Linked DNA regions of Mus musculus: region 1 is linked to region 2. Evidence: chromatin contacts called from public HiChIP or PLAC-seq data. All regions are on one chromosome and are shown on one strand. The core of a region is the stretch at or near the end of the contact, and the rest is flanking DNA. Distances in the headings are between cores, read along the strand shown. Region 1 holds the start of Fam76b (family with sequence similarity 76, member B). Region 2 overlaps Maml2 (mastermind like transcriptional coactivator 2).

Region 1 (2,909 bases), core at 407-2,906, 510 kb before region 2:
AATGCCTTCCCTCTGGCTCTAATGCTCCCTCACCACCATGACTGCACATCCTCAGCATCAGGGCCCACCGCACTCCCCAGTCCACAGTCTCCACTGTCATGTCCACATACTCAGTAATAAAAGGACTTGTTCTCTTGAGCTTACTCTGTGTCCTCTAAAAGAGGGATTTCCTGTTAAAAACATCTGTGCTAATCACACTGCTTAAGGCAGTGACTTCAGTCTTCCAAGGCAGTTAGTAACACTGTAGCTCTTTCCTCAGGTTAATTAGCAGTTTCCCATTTAAAAAAAAAAAGTTTAAAAGTAATTGCTTATATTTTGACTGTTGGCAGAAGTGTACATTTTCCATCTATCAATTTTATCCCTTATTTTCACATGTAAAACCAGAATTTCTTTAGTTAAATGTCTTCTCTCATACTGTACATAGTAGCTCTAAATTTTAAATTTCAAAAACAAATCAGTTTTTCAAAGCACTTTAACACAAATATTACAACCCCTAATTATTCCTTATACGAATTTGTAACAATGAAAGACTGCTCAGTATACAAACCTCTCCTGCTGAAATTCTGATCTGCAGTAAGTACATTTTACAATAGGATGTGCAATCCGACATTCCTGTAATAAGATAATACATAAGTCAGTATTTATTTCAGAGACCCAATCTCACTCTTTGGTAGAAATTAATCGACTTAGTCAAGTGCCTGAAATGTCAATAAAACCTGGCTGGCAACGTAAACAACTGGGTGACTTATCACATCAGCCGTCAGGCAGAGTATAATTCCATGGGGATATTTTTGTCCTTAGTGGAGGGGGGGGGTGCGGAGGGGGTATATGGAACAGAGAGAAACTAAGGAAGCTGTCAGGACTGACTTCCAGGGGTGGTTTACATGTGAAACTACTAGTTATTTTGTACAATTGCTCACAGACAGCATCCCGGCTTTTATGGGATGGGAGGAGCTCCAAATCAGAGAGCACTCTGTTCCTAAACCAGTCGCTTCGCTTTCCGGGACAGGGAAGCAGAATGCCATCAGCTCTGCAGCTTCGGGTTGCTAGCAAGAAAGTGCAAACACGGGCCCTGCCTCCCAGTGGAAGGAGAGGGCAGTCCCTGCCAAAGCTGGGATGAGAGAGTCTGCACCCAATCTCTGCGACACGGAGGACTGGTGGCCGCTTGGCTCAGCCCCACCCGAGACCGCCAGAAGCGGCCGAGCTAGCCCAACCTGCGAGCAGGCGGGACGCGGTCGACACGGGGCTCGCCCATATAATGCCCGGGCCCTGGCGGGGAGCGGTGCGCTGAACGACCGGCGCCCACCGACCTTGCAGAGCTGTTGGCCCTGCGAGAGCTCCTCGAAGGGGTAGCGCTGCGTGCACTTGGTGCAGGCGTACAAGGCCGACGCCGCCATCCTGCTTTCCGGCTCCTCCGCGCGCGCTCAGGCGGGGCCTCCGGGAACTCGGCTGCCCCGCCCGCGGGCTCTTCTGCTGCTGTGGCCCAGTCCCGGTAACTGCCGGGTCCCCTGCGTCTCCCTCCGCCTCCGCCGCCGTCCCGGGACACCTACTGCCGCCCGCCCCGCCGCTCCCGTTTAGGCCCGGACCGCGGCGGAGGGAGACGAAGCGGGAGCTAGGCGGTGGATTCCGCTTCCTCCTCGGTCTCGCGTCCCTCTCTACGATTGGCTACAGAGAGCCTTACGTCACTAGAAAGCTCCGCCCAGTCCCTGGCCTAGGTTCGGCAGGGAGCGCCCACAAAGAGAGAAAGTACCAACCAATAGGAAGCCGCCGCTCTCAGAGCGCGAAATCCGCTTTGAAAAGATCCCGCCCACAAGCCACGGCCAGTCGTCGTTTGGCTGGTGCGCTTGAGCCCATTGGCCAGGGGGTCCACGAAACGCCGCTTTTTTTCAGTCCTTGGCTTCCATTGGACCATATCCTTAAGCCCCTCCTACTTCTGTTTGTCATTGGCCGAAAGGTCAGTACATCAAATGGAGAAGCAACGCTCTCTGGAGTTTATTCCTGGGATGCTGATGGAGTATGTCAACTTTCCATTCTCCTTTATTCAGCTTCCGTCATCCGCCTCAGCAGGCGCTGAAGGTTCCAGAAGCCCTAGCCTTTGCTTCCTCATCCAGAAAATCCATCCCTTTTCAGACGCTCCCAGAGCCGTCTGTCAACTCAGACGTTGCCGTTCCCGCAGGCTCCGCGATGCGCTACCTTGTGACGTCACCGAGAGAGGAGGCGGGCTCTTCCCTGCCACCAGAAGTTGTCCTCTTTTCTGATTGGTCACTGGAAGGCGTCTATCAAGACGCGTTGCCTTTCCCGTGCGCGCTGAGTGTGGCGTCCTTGTGGTTTGCGAGACCGAGGCTCCTATAGGGTTCGCAGCTCGCCCGCCCCTTCCATCGGGGACTTGGATTCCGCTTGCCCCAGGCGGGCGGCTGTCGAATCCGGAGGAGGAGCTCAAGGACGGCGTCTGGGGTTGCGCAGGTGGGAAGATGGCGGCAGCCTCGGTCTCGGCGGCTTCTGATTCTCAGTTTTCGGTAAGGGGCGGCAATCGCGTGGGTTCCAGGTGGGCCTGTACGGCTCTCCGGGTTGCCTCACTTTTCAGGGGGCCCGCGATCTGGCGTCAGCCCTCGTCCCGCAGGATGGCGGGCTGCCCGAGGCCGCGTGCCACTCCCGGAGGCTGCAACTGTGTTTTCTGGAGCACCTCCTTTTCCACCCTGCGTTCCCTTGTCCTCTCAGCCGGTGCTTTGGAGCGTTGTCCCGAGCCTGGCTGGTGCACTCTCAGGCCCGCTAACACAAAGCTCTGTCGGTCACGTGAGCGTAACGGCCCGTCTCGGAAACTCACTAACAGGTAGGTGTGCAGGTTTGTAGAGTGGCAGCCGCTGAGGCGTCCGTGGTCCCCAGAGTGCGTTTTCGCCCTTGCTGCCGTG
Region 2 (2,861 bases), core at 115-2,614:
CAGGAAAAAGCTGCAAGCCAGGCCTCAAATATTCACTAAGAAGGTCCTTAATGAAAGGGAGAGACATTATTTAAATGCAGAGGTTAAGGTGAGAGGGCAGGAAGCCTGCAAATGTGAGAGGTCACTTAGAAACCAAGCCTAAGAGACTGTTTACTAGGGCTCTCACCTGCAGAAGAGAATGAAAGAAACCTGCAGAAAAAAAGCAGACCTGGGGACAGCTAAACAGGGCAATGGTGCCCAGATAGATAACACAACAGACAAGAAGGCCCAGGGTTAGGGAATCAGGCACAAAACAAGGTACATTTGATTTCAGCCCCGATTCCTGAGCCTGGAGTGAGCAGAACACAGACTAGTAATCAACTCAAGAGCTCTCCCGGAGCTTGTGCTCTGGACAACAATCTCACTACTCCAGCATTCCTAGGATTCTTCTTCCTCTCACCCCAAGCCTTGACTTCAGGTTCTTCAGGCCTTGGAGCACTTTGGGAATCTGACAAAACCATGGAGCGGACCCACACTGAACATGCTTGTAACACACAGCAGAGGAACATGAAGTCAAGGAGCGAAGTCTCCTGCCTCTTAGCACAGAAAGCTCCTGACAAGAGTGCTTGGGGAACTGCAGTCTTTTCCTCTCCATTCCTGGGCCGAGGGCAGGATTTAGATGAAACAACAGATTTCCTGAGAAGTGTTATGGAAGCTTATAGCAAGATCTAATTCCCAAAAGAAAACCCCAAGGATGGCTTTTATGTTCTGGGCCTCATGCTCACCATCTCCTCACTTTCTGTGGCCATTCCCATCCAAAGAACAACTCTTCCAGAATTTATACCACGGAGACAGTGTCTGCAGGATTTTCATGTGTAAGGATTTTAGAGAGAGTGATCTAGTTGCAAGTAGGGAAAGAAGTCTCCACACCACACTTACAGAACAGAGGCCGCAATATCTGTAAGGGATCTATAAGGTAAAGGCAGTTTATTTCTAAACATAAACTTGTTTTCCAGATGGACTGTAGCCTCCTCACAACATAGTCAGATCTGGAACCATTCCTCCACAAGAATTAACATTCCATCTGGAATGCACACTGGAGATACTCCATGGCTGGTTCCTGAGCATAAAGAGTCTATCCCAGAGACCAGCCATGCCCACGGGGCCAGTGAGGATAATGACTCAGCATCGTTCTCCTTCCCAGTGAGCACACGTTTTATTTCAGAAACCTCCACAGGCCTTCCAGGTGGCTGTAGAAACCTATCCCAGAATGCAAGCCAAAGCATATCTGTCATTCACGAACTACATGTTCCAGCACTTTCTGAGGCTTAGAAAACAGGAGACAGGCAACTCAAAGAGTGATCTATAGCCTTAGGCATTCCTACTGAGCTGCATCTGCAGCTAAGATGACTCTTCATGTCTAATCAGCACTGGATTGCAAATACTTTGTTGTACTTGCTTCAAAACTCAGGCCTGGATCAGACGTGAGCTGGAGTCTGAGGACACCTGCGTGAGTGTCTTCTACACTCAGCAAGGGACATTGGTTAGAGGTAATAGGACTCTAGCAGCTAGCAACAGTTCAAACTCTTACTGTACCACTACTCAGTCCCTATCTGTCAAATGGGAATAATGTCATGGTTTAAGTACAGGGATATGAGTTAATACTTCAAAAACATTTAGAATAGTGCTTGAAAAATTAGACATATAATGTGATTTTAAATAAGCATGCTGTACTGGAAGGCCATGGTGAAGAACAATATTTCTCACTCTATGCATAGTACACGGTAGAAGGGGTTGTGATCTCAAATTTTCATACTTGTAAAAGCTGGGAGTAGTGGTGCCCAACTTTAATCTCAGCACTTGGGAAGCAGAAGTGAATCTCTGTGAGTTTGAGGTCAGTCCTGTCTACATAGTGAGTTCCAGGATAGCCAGGACTACATCATGAGACCTTGACTCACAAGCAAACAACATGTTTGTGAGGCTGCTCAGTCAGTTTAGTCAGCCACAAAGGCCTGAGTTCAGTCCCCAGAATTCACATACAAAAAGCAAGGGCAGGTACTATGTGTTTGGAATCCTGTTACTGGGGAAGTAGAGATAGGCGCATCCCTGGGGCTCTCTGGCCAGCTAGCTTAGCATACTTGCTGAATTCCAGAATTCCAGGTAGTGAAAGGCCATGTTTCAAAACAGCAAACAGACACACAACAAACAAGCAAAGAAGATAGATAACACCCGAGGAACGCAGCAGATACATCCTCTGGCCTCAACACGTGGACACATATGTACCTACATGTATATATATTTATATATATGCAAGCATTCACACACAGACACAAAAGTTTGTGTTTGTATATTTGCCAGTATTGTTCAACATCCACTGAGTGATGCATGTCAGACGTCTGACACCATGGTGGAACTTTAACTTGAAATAAATAAAGCATATTTTTATCTCCATCAAAAACCTCATCGATTATGATTCTTGCCACTTTCTTCTGGTAAAAGAAAACATTCATCAACTTAAAGAAATGTATTCTCCACTTGGATTTGATTGCATACAAAAGTTTCTTCTAAGCAAAGAGCTGCAGATCTTTCCTTTAAGTCCCATCCAAGATATTACTCAGAAAAGACTTAACAGGAAGGAGAAAAGCTTAAAGACCAGTTGTGGGTCCTGTGAATATCCATGGAGAATTTCCTTTGAGCCCTTACTTCAGAGGACTCTGCAGCCCTTCTCCATGACCCTGCTAGTGGACTCCTAGGAGTCATCAGAAATGCAGCAGCTGAGTGTTTAGTTTCCTAAATTAAACCATACTCTTGTCTTGACTTGTTTTCTTGCAAATTAATGATTGAAATAAGAAAAAATAAGAATAAGAAAAAAAGGCTCCTTT

What was found. HiChIP or PLAC-seq counts read pairs in DNA pulled down with a chosen protein or histone mark.
Region 1: a contact with region 2 is called in an H3K4me3 HiChIP or PLAC-seq map of bone marrow-derived macrophages, with 2.7 times the contacts expected there. The contact joins the promoter of Fam76b here to the enhancer-like site in region 2. A contact is called at or near these places in 6 of 115 datasets of contacts at active chromatin or transcription factors (the 230-238 cell line, bone marrow-derived macrophages, effector CD8 T cells and 3 more) and 2 of 9 other capture datasets (adipose tissue and liver).

Annotation. Positions count from the first base shown.
Region 1 is chr9:13,826,463-13,829,371 of GRCm38.p6, reverse strand. It overlaps Fam76b (family with sequence similarity 76, member B), which reads right to left and starts at 1,656. Exons shown (of 10, transcript NM_176836.4): 1 at 1,311-1,656; 2 at 548-612. The coding sequence starts at 1,397. Cep57 (centrosomal protein 57) reads left to right here and starts at 2,265. Exons shown (of 11, transcript NM_026665.4): 1 at 2,265-2,516. The coding sequence starts at 2,472.
Region 2 is chr9:13,313,199-13,316,059 of GRCm38.p6, reverse strand. All of the region lies in intron 1 of Maml2 (mastermind like transcriptional coactivator 2), which reads right to left. Among named protein-coding and RNA genes, the nearest start is that of Maml2, 17 kb to the right of the region's middle. Within about 2 kb of position 1,364, at least 60 of the 459 cell types and tissues checked have an H3K27ac peak or open chromatin away from gene starts, as enhancers often do. A contact at or near this core is called in adipose tissue and bone marrow-derived macrophages, where this site is marked.